Regions from separate parts of the Mus musculus genome. Here region 1 is linked to region 2. Evidence: chromatin contacts called from public promoter capture Hi-C data. All regions are on one chromosome and are shown on one strand. The core of a region is the stretch at or near the end of the contact, and the rest is flanking DNA. Distances in the headings are between cores, read along the strand shown. Region 1 holds the start of Fadd (Fas (TNFRSF6)-associated via death domain). Region 2 holds the start of B130016D09Rik (a long non-coding RNA gene).

Evidence for each region. Promoter capture Hi-C pulls out the DNA fragments that hold promoters and counts their contacts.
Region 1: a promoter capture Hi-C map of liver shows a contact between it and region 2, with 5 times the contacts expected there. The contact joins the promoter of Fadd here to the promoter of B130016D09Rik in region 2. A contact is called at or near these places in 5 of 39 promoter capture datasets (the C10 cell line, hematopoietic stem and progenitor cells, hippocampal neurons and 2 more).

The regions. Positions count from the first base shown.
Region 1 is chr7:144,578,572-144,584,641 of GRCm38.p6, reverse strand. It overlaps Fadd (Fas (TNFRSF6)-associated via death domain), which reads left to right and starts at 2,201. Exons shown (of 2, transcript NM_010175.6): 1 at 2,201-2,538; 2 at 3,782-6,070. The coding sequence starts at 2,253. The coding sequence ends at 4,113.
Region 2 is chr7:142,281,835-142,288,137 of GRCm38.p6, reverse strand. It overlaps B130016D09Rik (a long non-coding RNA gene), which reads right to left and starts at 4,675. Exons shown (of 1, transcript XR_003946899.1): 1 at 1-4,675. It overlaps Gm45889 (a long non-coding RNA gene), which reads right to left and starts at 4,924. Exons shown (of 2, transcript XR_870059.2): 1 at 4,672-4,924; 2 at 1-70.

The DNA of each region.
Region 1 (6,070 bases), core at 952-3,451, 2.3 Mb before region 2:
ACTAGGAATTGCATATGCTCTGGGCATTTCACAGCTGTGAGGTGGGAACCTGGCTCTGTAGCACCCTGCTTCTGTATGTCCTCTTCTCTTCTGGACAAGGATGGTGGAGGCCATTCTTGAGAGGCGTGTTCTGGTCACCGCCACCAGAGAGGCTTTTTCCCCTTTATTAGCACAATGGAAAGAAAAATACATGCACCTGATTTTATCAAAATTATGAACTTTTAAATTGCAGGATCTTATGAACAGACTGGAAAAGTAGTGCACATGATGTGGAGGTGTTTACAGAACACACATCTAACAAGAGATTGACATCCAGAACAAAAATAAACTGGACCTGGTGGTGCACACCTGGGAGGTGGAGGCAGGGGGATCAGAAGCTTAAGGGTCATCCTGAGCTACATGGTGTGAAGGGGAGTAGTTCTGGAGCAGCCTGAACTACATGAGATCTTGTCTCAAAAGAAACTACCATAGAGGAAAAACTATAGACTCAACAACTATAGGCTCTCCAGGGAACCCCCAGACTTTCAAGATTGGATTCTGACTATTGAGGTTTCCAGCTTCTGGGATTGAATCTCCTCTGCATTTACAGGATACATACACTCAGCCCCCTCAAGTAAGCCAGTCCAGTAAATTCACTTCTGTTGGTCTGCTCCCCTAAAGAGCCCTCCCCCAACCTAGTAAAAATGTGTTCGTGTGTGTGTGTGTGTGTGTGTGTGTGTGTGTGTGTGTGTGTGTGAGAGAGAGAGAGAGAGAGAGAGAGAGAGAGAGAGAGAGAGAGAGAGAGAGACTGTAGTGCCCAGCAGAGACCAGCAGAGGGCCCCTGATTCCCCTGTCTGTAGTTACAGACAGTTGTAAGCAGTCCTGCATAGTTGTTTGCAACCAGACCCAGATCCTCTGGAAGAGTAACAAACGCTCTTAACCTCGAGCCACCTTTCCAGCCCCATTTGTCATTCTATACAGCCTCAGCTGTCTGTCTGGGCTACAGCGTGAGACCCTGTCTCAAAAATCAACCAAAGCACTGAACTTTAAATGGGTGAATTATAAGTCAATCTAAAAAAATATAAGTCAACCCTGCTGGGTATGCTGTGCATAACTGCGCCCCACTAACCTGGAGCTCAGCCATTCAGCTAGAGTGCCTGGCCACTGAGCACCAGGAATCCATCTGTCTCTGCCAAAGTTGGGGTTTCAGATGGGCACCTCCTTGTTCGTCTTTTTATGTGGACACCAGGATCTGAGCATGGGTCCTCAAGCTTGGGCAACAGGCACTTTTTAACTCATGAGCAGTACTTGGGTGTGGCTGTGGAATCAGTGTATTGTTAACGAAAGCTCAAAGCAGGGCAGTTAGTGTCTCTACAACCTCCGGCACACATCAACTTTTTCTGATGACAATATTCCAAATCCTCTCTTCTACTCATTTTAATATACATATTATTGGCCTGGGGGAATGGATTGGCGGTTAAGAGCACTGTGTTGCTCTCACGGAGAACCTGGATCCACACAAGAGTTCACATCCAAACGGAACTCTAGTCCTAGGGGTATCCATGCCCTTTCCTGTCCTCCGTGGGCACTTGAAGACCTGTAGGAGCACTAAACCACCTACAAATGCTCATACATATACCAAGGAATATTTAATGGTTTTTATATGTACGAGTATTTTGTCAGCATACCACAAGTGTGCTTGCCAGAAGAGGATGTCAAAGCCCCTGGAACTGGAATTACAGATGGTTGTAAGCCATCATGTGAGTGCTGGGAATTGAATTCGTGAAGGTCCTCTGTAAGAATTGCCAGTGCTCTTAACCCCTGAACTGTCTCTCCAGCCCATAAGTAACTCCATCCATCTCTCTCTCTCTCTCTCTCTCTCTCTCTCTCTCTCTCTCTCTCTCTCTCTCTCTTTCCTTCTTTCCGGTGATAGAACATGATCTGGCAGCCGTAGGCATCTGCAGCTGCTCTTCCAGCCCCCCCCCACACAGTAGGGCTGCGCAGCTCCTCAGAGCCCCAAGAGGATCCACGTTACACTTCTGGTGAACAAGATCTGTTCTGCCTCGGGGTGAGAAACGCGCGCGTAAGCTGAAGTCAACGCAGCTCAGCTGTCAAAGCTACTACAACAGCGGATGCCAGCCCGGGCGGAAGCGGTTACAGCCACATCCGAAGCGCATGCGTCTGATTTGGACATCCCGCGAGACGCTGGGCGGGAAAGCCTAAGGTGATTTCCTATGTGGGATCGCTGAGGGGCAGCCCGGCGTACCACTGCCATGGACCCATTCCTGGTGCTGCTGCACTCGCTGTCCGGCAGCCTGTCGGGCAACGATCTGATGGAGCTCAAGTTCTTGTGCCGCGAGCGCGTGAGCAAACGAAAGCTGGAGCGCGTGCAGAGTGGCCTGGACCTGTTCACGGTGCTGCTGGAGCAGAACGACCTGGAGCGCGGGCACACCGGGCTGCTGCGCGAGTTGCTGGCCTCGCTGCGCCGACACGATCTACTGCAGCGCCTGGACGACTTCGAGGCGGGGACGGCGACCGCTGCGCCCCCGGGGGAGGCAGGTGGGCAGGGGGCGGGGAATGGGCGGGGAGGCCTGGCCTCAGTGCACCCTCCACTGGCTCCGACTGGGATGGACTCTAGGGCACGCCCACTTTTTTCAACCGCTTGAGCCGGAAGCTGGGAGGTCTTGTTTCTTACTGGCAGTGCCAAGGTTGAACCCAAGGGTTCGTGCCACTTGCCCAACCCCAGTATTAACTCGCCTCAGACCTGCAGTGCTTCGTTGGAAAACTCAGCTAAGAAGTGAATGTGACTAAGGCATCTTAACCCCAGTGAGGGTAGCGTTGAAGAGTGGGCAGAGGTCACGTGTGCCGGCTGCTCGGCACCATTTCCGTAGTGGGAGTGCCTGTGTCCAAGACTGCCCTTCCTGGCCAAGGAAAGATTGCGCGGCGGCTGTGCTCTCTGGTCCAGAGTGCAGTGTCTGGTTATCGGCAGTTACTTCTGTTTTGCGTAGAGAGGAGGCGCTATGCCTCCCCATAACGCACAGTGGATAGCAGCCACAGCTGAGCAACACCAGGCTGGCCTTGGGATGTAGATACAGATTAAGCATATATTAGACACTTGATCACTTGTGACAAATACTCGAGAAGCCATTTAAAGGGGCAAAGGTTTATTTAGTTCCTGGTTGGTTGTCACCGTTGCTCTTTGTCTACAGTGACACAGAACATCAAAGCAGCTGGAGGGCCTGTGGAGTAAAGCTTCCCACTGCCGGTGTGTGCAAGATCCACACGAAAATGGATTGTGTATTCACATCTCCAAGGCATTCCAATGTTTGTTATTGTTACAGGAATCCAGTAAAGGGTCTTCAGCCACTGCCCAGGGCTCCCTACAGAGATTACACCTTGCCTGTGTCTAAGCAGGGGCTCCAGAGTAGCACAGAGACAGATCTTTTGTGGTGTCTGGTCAAACCAGCAAAGGTCACAGTGTAAGATGTAGCTTTGGGGACTTTGGCCAACCCACTATTGAGCGGGGTGTTAGGGCAGCCCTGCTTTTTCCCTCTGACACTCCAGTCCTCAGTTGACAGTCTTCTAAGCCATAGCTCGCTGTGGCCCAGGCTGAGAATGTGGCTGGGCAGATCAGGCCACTTTGGGTATCTTGAAGTAGCTCCTGTGCTACTTAGTGTCAGCACAGGACCTGAGTGGCTTTGAAGTGATGTTGTCTTCGAAGTGCTCAGGCCCATGCTTGGTGGCCGGTAGGGAGACTTGCCCCAGCTCCTCAGTCAAGTCACACTGCTCTTTTCCCTCCTAGATCTGCAGGTGGCATTTGACATTGTGTGTGACAATGTGGGGAGAGACTGGAAAAGACTGGCCCGCGAGCTGAAGGTGTCTGAGGCCAAGATGGATGGGATTGAGGAGAAGTACCCCCGAAGTCTGAGTGAGCGGGTAAGGGAGAGTCTGAAAGTCTGGAAGAATGCTGAGAAGAAGAACGCCTCGGTGGCCGGACTGGTTAAGGCGCTGCGGACCTGCAGGCTGAATCTGGTGGCTGACCTGGTGGAAGAAGCCCAGGAATCTGTGAGCAAGAGTGAGAATATGTCCCCAGTACTAAGGGATTCAACTGTGTCTTCCTCAGAAACACCCTGACAAGCCTACAGCTCCTCTCAGGAGTCACTGTGGACTTGATCACACCATGATGTAGCACCAAGTGCCTTTTGTGCCCAGTGCCAAAAAGACCTTGCTGATCCAGGGCGGGTCCCCTCCCACCAGCTCCTGGAGTATATCTGTATCTACGGAACCTCTGCTCCCTGGGCTTTCGGAACACATGAAGGTTCCCCGTCGTGTTCTCCACCACTGCTCCTCCCCCCCACCCCCCCAAGAGGTCTCTGGTCTTGCAAGAAGGAAGTTGAAGCTGATGGCACATGTGCTGACTGCAGTTTGAGAGCCTTCTTCTTGTTCCTTGGGGGAAGACACCATCTCAGTTAAGATCACTTGGTTGCCTTACAGTTGGCCAAGAGGACATCTGTCTCACATCCTTGGAGGCCATCAGACAGCAGCTCCTGACCCCCCACCCTCAAACAAGTGCAAGACCCCTGTGAGGACTGTGGTTTAAAGGGTAGCACCTTGCCTCCATGGTGGTCTGTAAGCAAGTGCCCTGGGCCTACCTACATATAGTGGCTCACTCTGAAATCCTAGCACTTGAGAGTTGAGAACTGCACTTTACAGCAGCCTGAGCTACAAATGAGATGTTCTCCCCAAACACACAAAAGCAAGTGCCTTTACCTGGAGATAACTTGTGTCACCAAGAATTTCTATTATATTAAGAACCCTTCTAACCTCAGAAATCCCTCCCATCAGGCTGACTGAGGTGTGCTTACAGCCCTGGGTGCTAGTTGTGAATGGAGTGATGTGATTTCCTTCACACCAGCAGGGGCCCTGACTGCCACACTTGGAGCCCAATAAACCATTGTCTCAGCTTTCTAACCTTTGGCTGGGTGTGATAATACATACCTTTGATCCTAGCTTTTTAGGGAGGTGGAAGCAGGTGGATCTCTGTGATCTATGAGTTCAAGGACAGCCTAGCCTACATAGAGAACACTAAGTAGAAAGACCATATCTCAAATAAATAAAAGTTCATGTCTGGAGAAGAGGATCTTAGCCACAGGTTCTCCTGACAGAGTGAAGAGCTGTACCTCACTGTCCTAACCTAATGTGGACTTCAAGTGACCAGCCTGGGGCCTGTACTCAAACACAGATCAGTCATTTCCTGGCACTTAGGTTCTATGCCCTCATTTCCTGCTCCCTGCTCCACCTATCCACCAGACAGCTGACCCCTCAGCACACTTGAACTCTCCTCAATCGCCTTCCGCATTGTTGGTCCCTCCTGCATTCCTTGGGTTGCACCCTCCTCCACAGCCTCAAGCCTACCATGTTCTTCAGCTCAGCATTGCTCCATCTGGCTGTTTGTTCAAATTCTTGGCCATTGAGGCCTCCTGACTACTCTGGGGACTCATCCTGTTTTCTCTGACCCCATTTCTCACCTGGCTGTAGCCACAATGCTCTTGACTCCCCAGACTATGCATAGGCCTGTATAAGGTGTCTGGTGGGTGTTCTCTGTCATTCTCTACCCCTCCCCCTTTCTCCAGTTTGAAGGGTTTAAGACACGGTTTCTTGTAGCCCAGATGTAACCTAGGTTGGCCTCAAGCTGAGTGTAACTGAAGTGACCTTGAACTCCTTTCTGATCATCCTATGCGCTAGGAAGCCTGGGCAACCCTACTGCTCTTGCTGATGCCTTTTAACTGTCCTGTGGCAAGTCACAGGTCGATGGGCTTAGATGTCACTTTTTTTTTTTTTTTTTTTTTTGGTTTTTCCAGACAGGGTTTCTCTGTATAGCCCTGGCTGTCCTGGAACTCACTTTGTAGACCAGGCTGGCCTTGAACTCAGAAATCCGCCTGCCTCTGCCTCCCCAGTGCTGGGATCAAAGGCGTGCGTCACCACGCCCGGCGTGTCACATTTTTTGTACAGCTCAGGAATCCAAAATGGCTCTCCAGAGTTCAGCTCAGATATGAGCAAGCTGGTTTCCTTCTAGATTTAAGAGAATGTC
Region 2 (6,303 bases), core at 3,426-5,925:
TCTCATCAGGCAAAGACACAGCCAAATCTCGATGATCAGGAGTGGCTTCTTTCGAGGCGCTTTCAGTTTTCTGCAAAGAAGCACATTTAGAAAGTTCCTCAGGGTTTTTCTTCCCTGGACAGTTATATGGTTTTATTAGGCGCTCAGGGAGCCATCTAGCATTTTGTGCTCTTGAATCATAGATGCAAGCATGTCCTTTGCCCCATATAAGGACTGGGTCTGGACCCTGCCATTTATTGGACAAAGGGTCTCTCCAATAGCTTGTGCATAGTTATTTGCAGTAGAAGGATGCCAGAGGCGATCTGCAGCAGACTTGCCTGCATTGTCGTATGTAAGAAAATTTAAGACAAATAATGCATGATTTAAAAGTGTCTTGGAGTTACCAGACTGAGGATATAGAATTTCCCGCCCTCCCCAGACTGTAATTTGAAAAGCATGTTTTTAAGGGTTTGATGAGTTCTTTCTAAAATACCTTGGCCTTGGGGATTATAGGGAATGCCAGTAATATGTTTAATGCCCATTTGAGCACAAAACTGTTTAAAGCTGGCACTAGCATATCCTGGGCCATTGTCTGTCTTGAGGATCTTAGACTGTGGCACAGCCACCAAGCAGGAGAGAACATAGCTGATAACATGTTTGGTGGCCTCTCCCGTTTGTAAAGATGCACAGGTAAAACCACTAAAGGTATCAACAGAGACATGAATATATTTTAACTTTCCAAAGGGGGTGTAGTGGGTAACATCCATTTGCCACAGTTCACCAGGAATTAGTCCTCGGGGGTTAACTCCCACATGTGGCTCAGGTAAAAGGGTCAGGCAGCCCTTACACTGCTGGACAATTTGTCGAGCTTGTTCACAGGTGATGGAAAATTTAAGCCTCAGGGTATGGACATTGAGATGATGTAAATCATGGGCCTGTTGAGCAGCAGCAAGAGGGGTAATAGACAAAGCAGAAGCTATTACCTGGGTGGCCTGATCAACTATATCATTGCCTTCAGACAAAGGTCCAGGCAGGTCAGAATGAGCACGAATATGGCCAATAAAAAAAGGGAAGATTTCTAGCAAGAATAAGGTTCTGAAGTTTAGCAAACATTGGAGATGCGTTGGTAGAAGGGTGAATATAAGGAACGGTTTCTAAAAGGGGGAAAGAGGCAGCCACATATTTCTGACAAAGGGTAGGACTGTTGGCCATGCCTTGAGGAAGGACCCTCCATTGGAAGCAAGGAGAAGGCCCTATACAATTAGCCACTGGGAGGGTAAATGCAAAGTGTTTACAATCTTCAGGATGAAGAGGAATGGAAAAGAAACAATCTTTTAAATCAATCACTAATTTTGCATATTCCCTGGGAATAGCCACTGGAGAGGGGATCCCAGGTTGTAGGGCCCCCATAGGGACCATGGTCTTATTAACTGCTCTAAGATCTTGTAACAACCTCCATTTACCATTTCGTTTTCTTATAACAAAGATAGGGGTGTTCCAAGGCGAAGTGGAAGATCCAATGTGTCCAGCTGCCAACTGTTCCTGCACTAACTCTATGGCTGCTGACAATTTTTCTGCAGGGAGGGACCACTGGTCAAGCCAGACAGGGGTATCATCTTTCCATGTAATCTTATCTGTCTGGCGTGCAGGGAGAGCAATGGTCCTTATGAAAAATGGGAGTTGTAACCTAAGCCTGCACGATCCATCTTGGGGGCGGCCTCTATTGGTGTAGGCCTCCCTTGGCTGTTTTTACCCAGTCCCTGTCCAGGGAGATAACCCTGGGTGAGCATTTGTTGAGTAATGACTTCATTGGGACTGCACATAATGAGTCTCATTTGAGAGAGAATGTCTCTCCCCCATAAATTAACAGGCAGACCAGGGACAACATAAGGCTGAATAGAGCCAGAGTTTTCCTCACCATCTTCCCAAGTCAATAACTGTGAACTCTGGAGAGTATTTTTTGATTGTCCAATTTCCTGTAAATGAGTTAAAGAGGCCTTTAACAGCCAGGCAGCGGGCCAGGCACTTTGTGAGATTACAGTGGAATCAGCACCTGAGTCTAAGAGGCCCTCAAAGCTCTTGCTGTTTATCTTAAGGCAGAGTGTAGGGCGGTCTTTGGTAATTGCTTGGAACCAGTAAAGGTCTGATGACCCTGGCTGCGAGGAGCCACGACGTGTGCCCATTGCTGGATAGGAAGTGTCTAAAGGATAGGAAGTGTCTAAAGGTAGAGGCAGGGCTTGTGCTAGACGTTGCCCTTTGAATATAGATATTGGACTTTGAGAGGCACTAACTAAAATTTTAATTTCTCCAGTGTAGTCATTATCTACTAATGAGGGATGGACAGTAAGTCCTTTTAAAGTAGCGGAAGCACGCCCTAATATTAGAAAATAAGTATTGGGTGGAGGAGGCCCATAGACCCCCTGAGAAGGATGTGAACGCCATCCTCTCACGGGGGGCGTGGGGGGGGGGTGTTAAAACTGAGTCCAAAAACAAGTCCAATCCTGCGCTACCTGTAGTGGCTCGGGAGAGACCAGTGGCTGTTTTGTCTGCCGGCTGTTCCCTGTGGCTGGAAGAAATGGGGTGGTTTTGGGGAATCTGGGATGTCCCCCATACCTGTTTCCCTAAAAGGGAGGCAGGAGATTCCCAGAAGCATCTGTTGGGGATCGGCAGGTGCTTGCCCAATGTTTGCCTTTTTTGCAGCGTGGACAAAGAAAATTGGGCCGTGTAGGCCGAGAAGAATAGTCAGTAGGTGGTGCTGGAGCACCGTTAAGGGAAAGCGCAGTGGGACACTGTCGTGCGAAGTGTCCAGGCTGACCACATTTAAAACAGCTTTTCTGCCGGCTGGCTTGCTGAAGAGCCGCGCCTAATGCCATAACAGGCTGAAGAGCTGCACCCATTGCAAGACTGACTGTCTGGGACATTTTGTGAGTGAACATATCTACATCACGGCAAAGATGAATCATCTCATTAAGATCCTTGTTTCTAATCTTACCGCGCAAGACAGCTTTGCATGCCGAATTAGCATTTTCATAAGCCAATTGTTTAACAAGTTTATTGTCTGCATGACCCAGGGTCCTCTCTGCAGTCTCAAGCAAACGACTCACAAAATCACTATAGTCTTCCTGGGCTCCTTGAATGACTTTGGTTAGAGGCGTAATAACTGAACCTTTCATAGGAATACCGCGCCAAGCTCCCAGGGCTGCATTAGCAGTCTGAGCCAAAAGACCCACAGAGAAGTGTTTTTGCCTGGCTTCTGTCGCGTATTTACCTTGACCAGAAAGCTTTTCAAAGGTCCAGCCAGCAGATGGCGCCCGAGGATTTTTCTGATTAGCCACTGCAATTGTCTGGCACCGATCGAGGAAATCGGCTTTCCATGAGAGAAATTGCCCGCGTGTTAACACAGTTTGGATTACTTTGATCCACTCACTAGGGAGCATATGTTCGCCTCCCGGAAGAGCTTCTAGGAGCGAAAGCGTGTAGGGGGCAGATGGGCCATAAGTTCTAACCGCAGAGTTAAGCTCTTTTAAGAGCTTAAAACGTAGTCTGCGGAATTCTGTTTGTTGGACAGGAGCAGAAATTTGTTCCTCTGGCTCACGTTCTACTTCGTTTTCACACTCATAATCTTCTCCGCCCTCGCTGTTAGTGTCCGAGGAGAGGTCGGCCTGGGGCCTTTCTAAAGGCCCAATTTCTGCAGAAGCAGATTCGGCACGGGTGGCTGGGGGCTGTGTCTCCGCCGTAGAAGTGGGCGGGTCGTAGCTAGCAGCTCTCGTGGAGCGAGTAATTACGGGGGAAGCCAATGTTTTAGTTTTTACCGCTCGCGGAGCTTTCTTTTTTACGCCGCCCGAGGCTGAGGCTGGGGGAGGGGCAAGGATAGTCTCTTTTAAAGAATTTTGGAGTGAAGCGAGCTCTGTGGAAAGGCGGGCGTACTGTTGCTGGAGCTCTAAAACTTCTTGTAATCCTGCTACCTGAGACGCGAGCTTGTCTTTAGCATCAATGAGAGTAGGGACCGGCAGCGCCTGGGGCCACGGCTCGGGAGCGCAGATTGGTGGCAGGTAGGACGAGGCATTGCAGGGAGGAGCTGAAGCGCCCGGCAATCGCTCGGGCTTACGGGGACGGACTATCTCTTCCTCTAAAGTGTCTGTGTCCCCAGAAATTAAAGGGCTTTCAGCCAAAGATTTTTTAAATTCTAGATTGATCAGTGGCGGGTCAGCAGGCAATGCGCTTACCGGGATATGGGGGTAGAGAGCAGTCTGCAGGACTTCGGGCCTGTCTGCAGCTATTGGAGGCTTTTTAGTAGGGAGGGAGCTCTCTGAAGCTTCCAGAGACAGGGGACAGAGGCAATATTCTGCCACTGACAAAGGCTGCTGTTTCTCTGGATCATCAACTGCACTTTGTATTAAATCACGGATTAGACTCCAATAAGTAAATATATTTGCAGGAATAGCATCGGGGTCCTGCTTTGCCAAAATTTCACTTAATTCTCTTCCTACTCTTATCCATTTCTTACAATGTATCTCTGCGCCATCTATAATAAACCATGGACCTGCCTGGTCTATGAAAATAAAAAAGTTTATCAAATCTTTCTTTTTAACTCTAACTCCTCTTTCCCTGAGAGCCACCTTTAAGCCTTTTATAAAGGCTGCCTCTTTAGAAAGCTTAGTTCCCATTTCTCAGTGGAGATGAATCACTTACCAAGGATTTCTCTCTCCGGTGAGCTGCTGAAGCAGTCCTTCACTTCTTTTTTCTTGGGGTCCCTACGAACTTCTCTGGGGGAGTCAAACTCCGTAATCTCCACCTAAGGCAAAACGCTCCGAACCTCAGTTAGGCGCCACTTGTCCCACCCAGCAGGACCCAGTTCTTCCTGGGTGCAAGGGGGACCACAAACCTGAAGAGAAATGCGAGGAAAGGAAGGAGACGCAGAGACAAAGAAGGGTTCCTATCAAGGTCTCAGTTTATTAGGCTGAAATGCCAGGTTTTAAGGGGAATAGGGAGGGGTTGAGGGGGATCAACTAAGAACAAAGAAGTGGGCATCTGGGGACATGAAGGCCTAATTCAAACTGCAGGCGGCCAGGCACTCTTATCTCTGGAATGTAGAATCCTCCTTAACAGCCTTGGGTGTCAGGCTGGGCTCAGCTTGTAACTCATGTCCTTTGAAGTCTTGGGAGTCAGGAAGAGATAAGGAAGAGGGGACTATAATTCAGCTTTTTACAGCCTCAGGTGCCAGGAAGGAAACAGGGAGGAGGGGGTGAAGACCAGCTCCTTAGCACAAGGCCATTTGGCTTGTTAGGGTGGAAAACTTTGAAAGGCCTACTTTCTTATGGTATGGTCTCCAACATTTAGGGTGCCCATCTATGTCCTCATACAAATAAACAAAACAAAATAAAACAGGACCCCTGCTAGTCATCCTACACCCAAGTCTCTCACTAACATGCAACCAAATTAGGTGTTTATAGTACACACTAAAAATCAAGCTTGCCCTGCAAGATTGAGTACATAATAAGGTCAAAAATAAGCAGGATAGGAAATAAAGAGATGAACCCACATACGAATGTGTTCACCAAAAGACAAAGCAGAGCAGCAGAAAGATGAGACCAGCTGCTGGGTAAGACTGTGCCCTCCTGATTACTCAGCTAAAAAGGAAGGGGAGGGAGTGATGTCCCCTGCAGGAGGATTGTTAAGATGTGCTCTGCATTCATTCAGGGTGCCACAGGGTGCTGAGGACCAGATTTGCAAAGTTGTAAATTACTCCATGTCACCTTTGCTGCTCTGAGCCCCAAGGACTCTCTTATGAAGGAAGGGTCCTTCTTCCTCATATGAACTTCCCAGCTAAGCTCACCAATGGCCAAGAAAGGCTGATGCTCTCAAAAAACTCAATTTATTTCTCTGCTGTACCCTGTAGAGTCAAAATAGCTAATACTGGTTGACTGGGAAGATGAGAAACTTTGTCAGGCAAAGTAATACTGCCCCAGGGTGGATCCCTATACTTCGCTCCAACCCAGGTCACCTAGCTGTGAGCATATCTTGACTGTCTACTCAAATCCTCAGTGAAATACTTAGGATCTGGAGGTTGGGCCCTGGAGCTCTAAAAATCAAGGTTCAACCACCCTTCCTCCACAGCACAGTTACACAGACTAGTAATAACAAAACACAGAGAAGAGACACTTAGTAGAGGTGGCCACATTGAAAGGGGAACAGAGAGGGCCACTCTCTGGCATCCCTACTTGATATTCAGATTTAAATGGAGAGGAGGTGTCCATAGCTAAGCAGTCCTGGTCAAAGTATGGTCATGCCCATTACCAACCCATCATTCTCATGGCTCTCATA